Linked DNA regions of Sus scrofa: region 1 is linked to region 2. Evidence: chromatin contacts called from public HiChIP or PLAC-seq data. All regions are on one chromosome and are shown on one strand. The core of a region is the stretch at or near the end of the contact, and the rest is flanking DNA. Distances in the headings are between cores, read along the strand shown.

Region 1 (7,510 bases), core at 706-3,205, 210 kb before region 2:
CTGCTTCCCGAGTCTGTCTGGGCTCAGAAGACCCCGCCATCCATGACCCTCCTACTTACTGCCTAGAAGGGGCACATCCTTTCCACTCAGTTAAAAGGACATTTTTCCGGGAGTTCCCGTCGTGGCGCAGTGGTTAACGAATCCGACTAGGAACCATGAGGTTTCGGGTTCGGTCCCTGCCCTTGCTCAGTGGGTTAACGATCCGGCGTTGCCGTGAGCTGTGGTGTAGGTTGCAGACACGGCTCGTATCCCGCGTTGCTGTGGCTCTGGCGTAGGTCAGTGGCTGGGGCTCTGATTCGACCCCTAGCCTGGGAACCTCCATGTGCCACGGGAGCGGCCCAAAGAAATAGCAAAAAGACAAAAAAAATAAAAATAAAAAAAAAATAAAAGGACATTTTTCCAATGAGAGCAGGTCATATTTCAGACTGCATTGCCAGGGTATCAGGAGCCAGTAAAAGGGGGCATTTAACACCGTATTTATTTTGACTGGCAAAACAGGTCATGGCTGTAAAAGAAACAGCTCTTGAGAATGAGGCAGCCTCGTCGACTCTGGGCTCACTCTTTCTACCCACACACACACTGTTTAAAGCATTCCAGAGCTGCTGCCAACTTTCCTGGCAGAGCTCTTATTTCTTTACATGTATGTTGCATTCCATCTGGTTAATGTGCTCTCTGTGCCATTCGTGGATTTTGGCAAGGCCTGGCAAGGTGGCCTGGCATGCTGAGGCTTGTTCTAAGCAAAGCAGGGCAGGAGGTAGAGGGAGGCTGGAGGCCAATGGAGGGGTCCCGTTTCCCCTTTGGCTCATGGGGGCCTGGAGTTGCAAACACTGAAGGGGAGTCACAGAGCAGTTTTCTTCCAGATGTGGCTGAGTCATGTGCATGCCACTCCTGCTGTTCACCCTTTGAGGGGACTTGGGGGGGTGCACTTTTACAGTTTCTGATGCGTGGCCAGAAAAGTTAAAGCATTGAAGAAAGGTAACAGTGGGGAAATCAACTCATACTCATGAATCTGGGGTTTCCCTAGAAACCTTTAGAGGCGAAGGCCAGAAAACGCCAACACCTGGATCCGATAGGCCCAAGGCCTAAAGAAAACTGAACTCAATCTTTACATTATTCTCAAGAACCATTAAGTACTTGGTTGGAGAAGCTGAGGTGACGTGCTGTGATTTGGATCCTATTTCATCCACTTGGAAGACAGGAAAGCCAGGTTTACGCACCGCCAAAACATCTGGTGAAGTCAGTTAAAAAGAAAATGTACCACTCCGGTTGGGGGTAGGTGGGGGTGGGTGGAGGTGGGGATAAAACCCTTTAGAAACAGTTGTTGGGTATTGGGTGACGAAAAGCATTCCATTGATTGACTCAAATGTTCACTTTTCCATCGATTCCTGTTGAGTCAAGAGCTTCGGGATGGGGAAACAACGAAGACTCTGGGCAATGAAAGAAAGATTATAGGGTTAAAAGACACAGAAAAGTTCTCACCTTTAGAAAGAGTGTGAGTGCACTTATTTTTTTTTGAGTTCAGCCAAGAGTGTGAACAGAATCCCCCTGTTAAATGGAATTCCTGGGAGTTCCTACTGTGGTGGAATGGGAATGGCGTCGTTTCTGCAGTGACTCAGCCACTGCACTGGTGAGGGTTCGATCCCCAGCCCGTTGCAGTGCAGCTGCAGCTCAGATTGGATTCCCTGGTCTGGGAACTTCCTTATGCCGAGGAGCAGCCAAAAAAAAAAAAAAAAAAGAAGAAGAAGGAAGAAATGGAATTCTTCACCTGAATCAGGAGGAGATGACATGGTACAGGAAAAAAATAAGATACGGGCTCCTAATAAGAAACAGCCACATGTGGAATAAAATTAGTGTGAGTTGTGTAATCCCAGTTGGCCAGTTGTAAGAACAGGGAGGAGAAAGGAGCATAGGGAACATGTTTCAGATGTGATTCAACAGGTCCTGGAGCCCGTCCTGACCCTCTGGGTTGGAATTTCTGACTCCCTTCTCTGCCTTGACTCAGAAAAGGAAACCGTATCCTGACCGCTCATTTCTTTTTATAGAATTAAACTTTCTTGCCAACTTCCTCCAGAGCACAAGATCATCTCTCGTAGTCTCTAAACAATACGCCAATCATCAGGTGGAAGCGAGGGGGAGCACTGACCTGTTCGCCCCAAACATCACCCAGGCCCCGAGCAGAAGATAAACGGGAACAGTTTGGCTTTCGTACCCGGCCTGGTAAATACAACATGTTCTCACAGGTTGGAAAACCGTCTGGCTCATCTTTGTACTTTCTCTTCTTTCTCTCACTTCTTCCGACTTGGATCTCATCATTCGGCTCTGACGTGGGCCAAGTTCACATTTGCCAGTTACCGAATGGATAATGGGTGGTTTGTAAGATTAGTAATAGGCTCGGGATGAGGAGTCAGGCAGCCAAGTGTATACTGTGTGCGTACTGAAATAATGTCTCTTGATCTTGACTTCCCACCCAGCCCTGATTGGCTGGCCACATGTTGATAGGAATCAAGGGGGATGGGAACAAAATGCCTTAGTTCCCATTCATTCGGTCGCCATATTTGCACCAGCCACAAAATCCCCACGATAGTTCCTTGCCCTGGAAAACCAGCTAGTGGGGGGTTGTTTCCTGGGAGTAAGGTACACTGGAGCTTGGAAGCCCAAAGGCACCATTAATAGAATGCAAAGAGTTTAGTAGTCCCTCATTAAAAATGGATTTTGTTTTCAATGCTTTGAGGACAGAACAGTGAAGTTGGAAACCGTGCTTGTAATTGGGAGCAGGTCTCCTGCCAGATTCTAACAGCTTCAAGGGATATCCAGTTTTAGGTTTACAGTACTACATTCTGGCTCATTGAAACTGCATCTAAACGTTGCCAGAATGTGTCATAAACTACAAAATCTGTACAGAAATATATCGACATAATGGCTCTGTAGCCTTAAGTCAGTGGGGTTGGGGAGCAGCGCTTGTCCCCAGCAGGGTTGTTCTTGCTCTGTCTCTTGGCAGACTTGGGGCACCTGGGACAATGATCATTCACGGGAGTCTGACCCTGGTCTGACCAGTTTGCTCAGCTGCTTAGAACGCCATGCTAAAGAACTCTGGACACAAAGCATCTTCTTTCAGATCCTCCACTGTCTAAGCTCCCTCCTGCCTCTGAGCCTTTGCTCATGCTATTCCCCCTGCCAGGAACCCTATTTTCCCAGCTTATTCCTAATCCAGCCCTCAGTTTACAGGCTGATTTTTCATGGAAGTCTTCCCTGACCCCTCAGACTGGGTTCCTTTGTTTGAATTCATTTGGGCTGCTGTAACAAAAATCCTATAGACTAAGTGGCTTAAACAACAAACACGTACTTCACACAGTTCTGGAGGCTGGGAGACCCAAGATCAAGGCAGAGTCAGTGTCTGGTGAGGGCTCACTTCGTGGTTCATAAATCGCCAACTTCTTGCTGTGTCCTCACCGGATGGAAGGGGTGAAGGAGCTCTCTGGGGTCTCTTTTATAAAGGGACTAACCCCATCTATAAGGACTCTGCCTTCCAATTGCCTCCTAAAGACCCTACCACCCAATACCTTCACATTGAGGGGTTAGGATTTCAGCATAAGAATTTGGGGGGGACGACACAAACATTCATTCAGTCCATGGCAACAGTACTTATCAAAACTGTCACTTAAAACTTCTATTTTCTGGGCGTTCCCATAGTAGCTCAGCAGAAATAAATCTGACTAGCATCCATGAAGACGCAGGTTTGATCCCTGGCCTTGCTCAGTGGGTTAAGGATCTGGCGTTGCTGTGAGCTGTGGTGTAGGTTGCAGATGCAGTTCAGATCCCGTGTTGCTGTTGCTATGGCTGTGGTGGAGGCCGGCAGCTGCAGCTCCGATTTGACCCCTAACCTGGGAACTTCCATATGCCACTGGTGCAGCCCTAAAAAAAAAAAAATAGAAAAAAAAAAAAATCCCAACTTCTATTTTCTATCTGATAGCAGTGTAACTTCTCAGACTATAATGTGCAGACAAATCACCTGAGATTGCGTTAGATGGCAGATTCTGATTCAGCTGATCTGGAGCAGGGCCTGAGAACCTGCATTTCTTTTTTTTTTTTGTCTTTTGTCTTTTGTTGTTGTTGTTGTTGTTGTTGTTGTTGCTATTTCTTGGGCCGCTCCCATGGCATATGGAGGTTCCCAGGCTAGGGGTCCAATCGGAGCTGTAGCCACCGGCCTGCGCCAGAGCCACAGCAACGCGGGATCCGAGCCACGTCTGCAACCTACACCACAGCTCACGGCAACGCCGGATCGTTAACCCACTGAGCAAGGGCAGGGACCGAACCCGAAACCTCGTGGTTCCTAGTCGGATTCGTTAACCACTGCGCCACGACGGGAACTCCAGAACCTGCATTTCTAACAAGCTCCCAGGTGATGCTGATGCTGCCTCTGAGCTACACCCTGAGTGCAATGGTACCAACCTCTCTCAATCACAGTTCCATGAGAAAAAAGCCTGACAGAACATGAGCTGTTCTACTATTTTCTTTCTTTCTTTCTTTTTTTTTTTTTTTTGTCTTTTTGCCTCTTGTAGGGCCGCACCCGCGGCATATGGAGATTCCCAGGCTAGGGGTCTAATCGGAGCTGTAGCCGCTGGCCTACACCACAGCCACAGCAATGCAAGACCCGAGCAACCTACATCACAGCTCATGGCAATGCTGGATCCTTAACCCACTGAGCAAGGCCAAGGATCGAACCTGCAACCTCATGGTTCCTAGTCAGATTGGTTAACCACTGAGCCATGACGGGAACTCCTGTTCTACTATTTTCTCAGTTCTCCTAAGGATGATGCTTAACTAGCTGTAAGATGTATAAAGAACCAGCAATAACTGCTAGCTGGTTCTTGACACATCTTGTCTGCCTTAAGGCAAAGTTTTTCAACCTCTATACTATTGACACTTGGGGTTAGATAATTCTTTGTGGTGATGTGCTGCCCTGTGTATTTGCAGGATGTTTAGCACAATCCCTGGCCTCTATCTGCTAGATGCTAGTAGCACCATCTCCCAACTATGGCATCCAAAAATGTCTCCAGACATTGCCAAAGTTCCCCTGGAAAACTGTATTGCCCCTATGAGAACTACCGACTTAGGATATTAGGGCATCATTTTCTGGCATGCCCAGCTGAGAAGACCAGGAAGTTGAAGAAAGCGTTTTGTTCATAACCATAGTCTAGTGCAGCTCTCTGTATATGGGAGACCCTCAATATGTGTTTGTTGATTGACTAACTGAATGAATGAATGAATGAAAATAAATGAATGAAAACGAACTTTCAAATCCTGCTTGGCTGCTGGGTGAACAGAACTGCCTTCACATAGCCTCTACCCTCCTCCACCCCCCACCCCCTCAAAAAACAATAAAACTTAGTGGGGCAGTTGTCATCCAAGGCACAATTTTATTTTTATTTTTTGTCTTTTTGCCATTTCTTGGGCCACTCCTAAGGCATATGGAGGTTCCCAGGCTAGGGGTTGAATCGGAGCTGTAGCCACAAGCCTGCGCCACAGCCACAGCAATGCAGAATCTGAGCCGCGTCTGCAACCCACACCACAGCTCATGGCAATGCTCGATCGTTAACCCACTGATCAAGGCCAGGGATCAAACCTGCAACCTCATGGTTCCTAGTCAGATTCGTTAACCACTGCGTCATGATGGGAACTCCACTATTTTTTATTTTAAATGTAACATTTTCCAAAGTAAATATCCTTTTGAAAAAAAAGAAGAAAGATTCTCGCTTGAGATCTTTTTAAAAACGTCTCCAGTGACTAAAATCCTCTTACAGAGTACCCAGAGAATTGAATTTGCTTAATGAAAAAAAAAAAAAATGCTGTTTTTAGTCTCAGTTGTAGAAAATACTTGAAAATAATATCTTTTTTTTTTTTTTTGCATCCAAATGGGCATATTATAAAATGGTAAAATTAATTTTGGTTCTAGTTTGTTTTTGAAATTCCACTTCAGACTTAGGCTTCCTGGATAAAGTCATATCAGGAACTCATTTGGAAAAAAAAAATTGCTGTAGTAATAACACCAGGAATTCAAACACACACACAAAACCCCAGTAACTTTAGAATTTTTTCAGGGGTGGGAAGGGATAATTTTTAAATGATTTCAAGAGGAAAATTGCAAATAAATACGAGTAAATCTGCACCTTGCTCAAAATCTAAGGACTGAGGTTCTAAAGAAGGTGGGAGTTCTTACTGTGGCACCATGCATTAAGGATCTAGCATTTCTACAGTTGTGGCATAGATTGTAGATGTGGCTTGGATTCAATCCCTGGCCCGGGAACTTCATACACCACAGGCTGAAAGAAAGCAAAGCTGACCTCTCCCTCTTCTCTTCCAAAGCTTTGGGCAAATGGGATTGAACCACTGAAGAGGTTTCTGGAAAAGGATATGGTGGTGGTGACATTTCAGTGTTCTAGGTACATCCTTCTTTACCTAGTAGAGGCAGAAAATCTTTTTTATCTTGCATACCTAATATGCAATCAACTGGTAGAGGCTGAATGCGTGGTTTTTGAAAAAGAGAGCTATGACTGATTGGTAATGTCTGTAAAGCAGAGGAGTAGAGAATGGTGGTGAACCAGCTGTGTATTTGCCATTCCTGGATGCTGGTGTGATCTTCTCTATCACAGGGGCCTTAGGCAAAAGGAGAATATCAAAGAGAAGGTATCTTGCACACACATGAGTGTAACATGTCTCACTGCATGTCACAGAGACACGCCAAGGAGACATTTCAATTCAAGAAAGCACCCAAGGAGTTCCTATTGTGGCTCAGCAGAAACGAACCCCACTAGTATCCATGAGGATGCAGGTTTGATCCCTGGCCTTGATCAGTGGGTTAGGGATCTGGCATTCCTGTGAGCTGTGGTGTGGGTTGGATGCAGCTTGGATCTGACGTGGCTTGGCTGTGGCTGTGGCTGTAGGCCACAGCTGCAGCTCTGATTCAATTCCCTAGCCTGGGAAATTCCATATGCCACACCTGTGGCCCTAAAGAGCCAAAAAATAAAGAAGAAAAGAAAAAGAAAAAGAAAGAAAGAAAAGCATCCAAGGCAGATATGACACAGAAACACGCTTTGGGGAGACATTTCCCTTTCTTCTCTGGACATATTGGAAGAGGATACCATATGTATGACCCCCTCTCAGGGTCATTATGGCTGGAGCATGCCATCCAGTTTCACCCCATCCGGTACCCTACATTCCATTCTGTCACTGTGACACCATATGCTGCCAAAACAACATATCCTCCTTCCTTGGAATAAAAAGGTCTTTTCATAAGACTTATTAAGTCTGAATATTAATCATACTCATCATTATTCAATCTGTTTGCTGTCCACAATATTTAAATGAAGAGAAGTGAAAAAATAGAAAAAGGCAAGTTTAGGATTTTCATGACACTGATGAGTAAGTAATGATGGGGAAGAAAGTGACAGTGACCATAAAAAAAGAAACATCTTAGAGTGGAAAAAAAAGAATCCACAAATAGAATCAACTT
Region 2 (6,890 bases), core at 1,557-4,056:
GAATGCTAGGAGTGTTCACATGCATTCCGTACTATTAAGTGAGCACCTACTGTGTGCCAGGCACTGGTCTAGGTGTTCATCATTAAACCAAAGCTTTCATTCCAGCAGGGGGAGGCAGGCAAGGAAGAAAGGAGTCATTTCAAAAACAAATAAATGTTATAAAGAAAGGAGAATGGGGAGGGTGGGATAAAGAGAGGCTTTGAAGAGATGCTACTGGAGGCTGGGAAATCACTTGTCACCTACTCAACCCCCACAACCACCTGATGTCACTGCCCCCATTTTATAGAAGAGGAGGCTGCAGGTAAGAGCACCGCAACCTGCCCCACAGTCACATAGAAAGAGCAAGCATCTTAAGGGTACCTGGGGTTTGTTTTAAGCAAGTTTGGTAAGACAATGACACTGAAATGATTGTCATGAAGAAATAATTTTATTACATCCACAGATTCCTAGAGACAGGAGGCATGGCCTTCTCCGTAGGATCACATGGGGAAGCATCAGGGTCAGTCTGGAGGCAAAGGCAACAAGGGAAAAACACACACAAGAACTTTTACCAGTTTCTCCTGGAAGGAGTGGGTGAGGTAGGGCAATCAGGCTCAGGATAGGCTAGTTTGAATAATCTCAGGAAGATCTCAGGCCTAGGTGCTGTCCCCAGGTTGTGTGCCCTGGGGTGAAAAGGGCAGGTGGGTTGTAGCTCAGAGGGTGAGAGCCCCAGAAAGGAGAGGAGTGGAGACCAGGAGCTCTGGATCACTTGGTTTGCATTTGAAAGGTATGCTTCCTAGTGAACTGTTCATTATACCCAAGAGTTGGCTAAGCCGGGGAGCGGCAATCCCTACTGGGTAGCAAGGTCCCAAGATGTTCAAAGCATCAGAATACAGGAAATAAGACATAGTTAATACACAGACCCAGCCTGGGGTTCAAGTTGCCCCCCTTGGCTGCCCACAGTCACTGCAGGAACCAAGACCCTGGTTAAGAGGGGCTCTCCAACAGGTTGGGTTCAGCTCCATATGGAAAGAGCAGTGTTGTTCTTATATCACTTAAGACATGGGCTCATTAATCTCATAAGCTGGCAGACAGAAGGGCAACATGAGATAAAGACAGGTCCCTAAATTGTGAAGCTGATGAGAAGGAAAATGAGTTTGTGCCAGGATGCCCCTAAATTGTTTTCTTTTCTCATAAATTCTGCCCCATTTCAATTCAGAGCTTGTTGTTAAGAGCAGAGGACAGAGGAGGTGGTGTCCTTGATTAAAACAACACAAATACTGTTTTCAAAAATGTAGCTGGCTGGTGCCCATGTTGTTTTAATTTGCTGGGACCAGATTGTCCAGCCCTCATGGATTTGATCCCAGACAGGCTCGTTTGACTTATTCAGAGAAAAACTCTGTTTTCAGCCACAAACTGTACCCCTTACCCTGGCCAAATATGTCGCAAACCTCACTAAAGGTCCCAAGAGTTGTTGTCCAGGACTCCCAAGCCCACCTTCTGGATCCCATCTCCAGATGCTACTTGTATGTCATTTGGGTGGCACTGGTCCCAGGAAGAACCACAGAGCTGAGCTAGGCTTAATCTCAGGATGAGGTACAAACATATGGCAGGTACTCCATAACTGCTTGCTAAAAGAATGAGTGAGCAATTGGATGGTTGGATGGATGGATGGACGGATGGAGGATGGGTAGATGGATGGATATATGCATAGGTAGATGGATGGATGAGTGGATAGATGGATGGATGGATAAGTGAATGGATAGATAGGTGGATACATGGTTAGGTAGATGGGAATTTTCTTTAGTATTTCATTCATTGATGGCTTGGGACTTAGTTCAAGTTCCACCAGGCTGTTAAAAAAGAATTTTCTTTCCTTTTCCAATGAAATGTTTCCATCCCCATATTGGCTAGGATAGCTCTCTCCTTTTTAAAAAGGCCACCTCCTTCCTCAAAAAACTAAACACAGAATTACCATATGACCCAGCATTCCCATCCAAAGGAAATAAAATCAGGATCTTGAGGAGACATGTGCACTTTCCTGATCACTGAAGCATTATTCACAATAGCCATAATATAGAGACAACCCAAGTGTCTACTGACATATGGACGGCTAAAGAAAATGTGGCATACACAATGGAATATTATTAGGCCATAAAAAGGAGATCTTGCCATTTGCAACAACAAGAACCTGGAAGACATTATGCTAACTGAAATAAAATGGACACAGAAATACAAATATTGCATGCACATTGCATTCACTTAAATGTGGAATCTGAAAAGGTGGATCTTGCAGAAACAGAGAGCAGAATTAGGATGGTGGTTGCCAGGGGCTGAGGAGTGCAAGAAATGGGGAGATGTTGGTCAAAGGGTACAAACTTTCATTTAGAAAATGAATAAGTTAGGGGACCTAGGCAATAATACTGCTAGTTAATAGTACTGTATTGCATATCTCAACTTTGCTAAAAAACATCTATCTTAAGTGTTTTCACCACATACACACAAAATCCTAACCATGAAAAATACAAATAAAAGGATCCACTTCCGATTGTTTCATTTGAGTCTTTTCTTTTATGCCTTAAAACAAGCCTGGCAGCACGGAGAACACAAGGAGATTATGAAGACAGGCTCTCCTTTAAAAATGACCATGATCTCACTCCTCCTCCCACCGCCGTGGAAACTGGAGCATGGCTCAAGGAGACCTGCTGTCACAGGATCCTGCTTATGGGCACAAAAGCCGGGAAATTTCAGAGCCAATCTGGGCCAGGGGAGGCTGGAGCTCTGAGCTCAAGAGCTGGGCTGGAATGATTCTTCCAGACTGCAGAGTCAGAGAGTGGACTGCCTGCCGGCCAGCCTGCCCAGCGGCAAACAGGAAATCCCAGAATTTATAGATGACCCCGTTACAAGGCAAATGTTTTGGAACAAATTGTTCTTCTTTTTAAATCCTTGTTTTCCACTAGTTTTTCTTTCTGGATTCCCCCTCTCCTTTCCACCTTCCCACTGTCCTTGTTAAACCGGGGCCACAGCGCCACCTGCTGTCCATCATGGGCAGCGGGACTAAGCTGGACTGGCCGTGGGTCCTGTCCCCAGCTCCTCTGCCCAACAATGGGTAGGAGAGTGGCTTTCTGGCTCCTGTCCTGCAAGTCTGTGCTTAAGGTCACGTACCAAGCCGCAGGAGAACTGCTCCTGGGGTTCTTATGTGACTTGAAGACTTGCCGCAAACCCTCCCCACCGCCTGTCCTCTGGGAGAGCCAAAACCGGCAGAAAAAGTGAGTCATGTGGCATCACCGTCCAAGGCCAGGTCTCCACTCCCCTCACACCAGCTGTGCCAGCTTTGGCCAATAACGTCAACCCAATGAGCCTCGATTTCTTCTGGACCCAACTGCGGCTACTTCACCAGGTGGTATGGAAAACATAGGTGCACACACCTGGCCCACAGAAGATGCTTCATCAAGAGCGGTCTCCTTCCTCTCCTATTTGGAGTGCTGCTCACTGGGAAGGAACAGCTTGGAGAGTCTGACATGCAGAAAACTGGCATGTTGCTCTCCTTACAGGAGTGAGAGCTCCCCACACCACAGCAATGCACATGACCAGCCTTGGCCAAGCCCCCACTTGTGAGCTGAGTGGCCCTGCAAGTCTCAGTGTCCTCCCCTGTATGCGACAGTAGTGCCCACACCACAAAGCTTTCTCTGAGCAATGAAGTGAAGGCACATCCAAAACTGAGTAGAGGGACCTTCAGGTAATAGAGTCCTCCACGACTCTGGCTATAATTGTTATTATGAGATGAACAGGGTGCCTAACAGATAGTAAGTGCAAACATCATGGGACATAAGGCAGAAGACCTTGATTAGTATGGTCCAGCCACCGACATGCCATGAGACACTCACCACCACAGTGCCTGATCCTCCTCACCTAGAAACCTTTCTTTATTGAGTAGGACCCTCTGCCTGGGACTTCGTTTTTTTCGTCTGTTAGATGGACATGCCATCCATCCTATCTATTGCTCAGAAATATAGAGGAGATCTGTCCAGGGGTGTGTGCGTGCATGGAATGTTTAAAGAGCTTAGGAAGGAAGGTAGGCTTTATTTTCATTTTGGGTGGCCCCATGTGCCTGGTGGCTTCACCTTCCTCCTCTAAGTGTCCCATGGCTCTCTGGGGTACGTGGGGTTTCTCTAGACACAAAGTAGTGGCCATATCCCCAAGCCCCAACTCACAGGGGAGGGGGTCAGATGAGTTTTATACCATAATGGCCAGAATTCACTCTTTTGCTACTGACACAAGTTGAATATACTCCAAGAAGTAGTCTTCCCGCTCTATGAAATCTCCTCCTCTAACCCAGAGAGAGGATAAGGCACAGTGGGTCTGCAATACGGTGACTGGTTGGGGTGACTCATGGCAGGAGAGTGATGGATCAGGTGAGGTGAGGAAGCAAGGCTGGGGCCAACTTGAGCACCACAAAGGACAGTTCCAACCTAGTTTGGCGAGCCCTTAGGAGCCACAGAGGATTCATAGGCAAGGGAGGAACACGTCCGAAGAGAGAATCCAGGCAGCTGCCTGCTGTATAAATTACAGTAAGGACTCCACAGCTCCTTCTACGCCGCCCTAGAGGTAGGATAACCAACCATCCTGATTTATCTGGAACAGAGGGAGCTCCTAGGAACACAACATATTCAGTTTTAAAGCCAGGGAAGTCCAGGGACAAGCTGGTCACCTTGTTTCAGTGTAAAGAGCACCTCCTGGAGTTGTGCAATACTGATTCTGACTCCTGCCCTATAAGGCTTGCTTTCCCCCTTCTCCTCACCTGCTCTCACAGATAACCTGTCTCCTATCCCATGTTCCCTCTCGGTTCTATTCTACTGAGCAACAGCTAGTATATTGGATTAATACATAGGGATGGATTGCATGCTTATCCCTTCTAGGTAATCTTTGTGCATTTAAACAAAGGCCTCCTGGAGACAATGTTGAATCCAATGGAGTGACTCTAATCGTAAAGAATTTTAACACAGGAGAGATGGGGAAGGATTTGGGGGAGTGAGTGAGTGGGGAGTTGCCCACATCACATCCCATTGGCAGCTATCTTTTTTACCTTGCACAGAGCCAGCTCTTTCTTCCTGGCTTTCTATTTACCCTCCTGCCCTGCCAAGCAAGACTGCAGGAGCCTGGGCTGCTTAAATATTCTGTAAATAATGCTGACTATGGAACTTTATAGATAAACTCACAGACTCATAGCAATAGAATCACAGAATGTCAGAGTAGAAACAGATGCTAGACATCATACAGGCCAGGGTCAGAAAAGACACTGCACTCATGCTGCCACTTCCCCCTGCCAAGCCCATGGCAGACATCACTAATCAATCATGACACTGTCTAGCTGAGCTTGTTTGTAGCCGTAGAGTCCTTCGAGGCATTCTAGGAAGCAACTACCAATTATCTCAGATCTACTAATAATAGCTAAGGTTTATTGAATACGTATGCCGCAGTCCTTTTCTCACACCCTTTCTCGCTATCACCTCTTGAATTACTAATTGTTTACCAGGCCCTTTATATCAGGAGCAGGGTTTCTCAATCATGGAGTCATTGGACATTTGGGCTGGACAATTCTTGGTTATGGGGGGCTGCCCTGGGCATTGTAGGATGTTTAGCAGCACCCCTGGCCTCTACCCACTAGATCCCTGTAGCATTGCCCCTCCACCCCAAGTCGTGACATCTCAAAGTGTCTCCAGGCATTGCCAAATGTCCCCTGGTGGTAGGGGGTTGGGGCAGAGTCCTTCCTGGTTGACAACTATTTGTTTATAGATTTTTCTCTAATCTTCATAATAATCCTTTGGGTTTTTATTTTACAAATGATGAAACCAAGGCCAAGAAAGGACCCAAGACAAACTGGTGACAAAAGCAGGATGCAGGGAACAAATTCCCCTCTGAAGACTCTTCCTCCTTCAGTCATTCGGGAAATTCCATTCAGTTCATTGTCTTTGCCTACAAATTCCCAGGGGAAGGCATGGAACCTGTGGGGCTGAGAAAAACCAGATGCCTATTCGATGCTCCCGCATTTGACAAGGGGGCTGGAGGTGGACAGGGCCTGGTGCTGCATGGCAAACATCTCAGCCTCTTCTCCGCCCTGAAAATGGCTCTGGGTGCAGAGGCAGCCCGGGGGAGAGGCTGTCTGGGACCCTGTGCCACTTGCCAGCGGCAGGGACGCTATGAGAGAAAAGGCAGAAGTATTACTAATAATACCCGCCTTCCCTCAGACATTGACAAGGCTCTCCCCACTTCATGGGAAGCACATGAAATCTGGCTTTGCCCCCGGAGATCTGGGATTGAAATCCTGACAGTTTGGACATACAGCCCGTGGGCAATGTTTCCTTTCTCCAGGGCTTGTGTCTGTGCCAAGAATTCCTAACAAAGGGGAGGGAAATTAATTAATTTTAAAAACCCATAAAAAAAATAAAAAAGGCTCATGAAACTGACTGGTAAGAAACTGTCCATTTTCTCCTTGGTAGCGATCAAAATGTCGCGAGTTTCTACACACATATTTTACAGACATTCCATAAATCCTCTCGTTGTGCTTCTTCCCTATAAGTAAGGTCCCCTGGGAAGTCATTGAGTTTCCTCACTACATGTATTCAAGAGAAAATTGGATGTAACACTTAGAGAAGGCAGCGGTCAGAGGGGAACTGGCGGGGGGAGGGGAGGGCGTCTGAGGAGAGAGCATAGACTGAAAGTTCAGTGCCAAGGACAGCGACACCCCTTGTCTTGGAAATTCCTGACATTTCCAAACTGTCTTTGGCTTCTAGTGCACAAATAATCTCTTTGTGCTATCTTTTTATTCCTTTTACATAGTTATTTCTGACCACAAAAGTAGTACTTTTTTTGCACAAAATCTGAAAGGGGAGAGGAAAGTAAAAAGAAAC

The links. HiChIP or PLAC-seq counts read pairs in DNA pulled down with a chosen protein or histone mark.
Region 1: an H3K27ac HiChIP or PLAC-seq map of skeletal muscle shows a contact between it and region 2, with 9 times the contacts expected there. The contact joins two enhancer-like sites. A contact is called at or near these places in 4 of 47 Hi-C or Micro-C datasets (heart right ventricle, skeletal muscle and subcutaneous adipose tissue) and 1 of 2 datasets of contacts at active chromatin or transcription factors (skeletal muscle).

Annotation. Positions count from the first base shown.
Region 1 is chr14:36,021,541-36,029,050 of Sscrofa11.1, reverse strand. All of the region lies in intron 5 of C14H12orf49 (UPF0454 protein C12orf49 homolog), which reads right to left. Among named protein-coding and RNA genes, the nearest start is that of MED13L, 37 kb to the left of the region's middle. Within about 2 kb of position 1,955, at least 23 of the 83 cell types and tissues checked have an H3K27ac peak or open chromatin away from gene starts, as enhancers often do. A contact at or near this core is called in skeletal muscle, where this site is marked.
Region 2 is chr14:35,810,412-35,817,301 of Sscrofa11.1, reverse strand. All of the region lies in intron 4 of C14H12orf49 (UPF0454 protein C12orf49 homolog), which reads right to left. Among named protein-coding and RNA genes, the nearest start is that of C14H12orf49, 110 kb to the right of the region's middle. Within about 2 kb of position 2,806, at least 29 of the 83 cell types and tissues checked have an H3K27ac peak or open chromatin away from gene starts, as enhancers often do. A contact at or near this core is called in skeletal muscle, where this site is marked.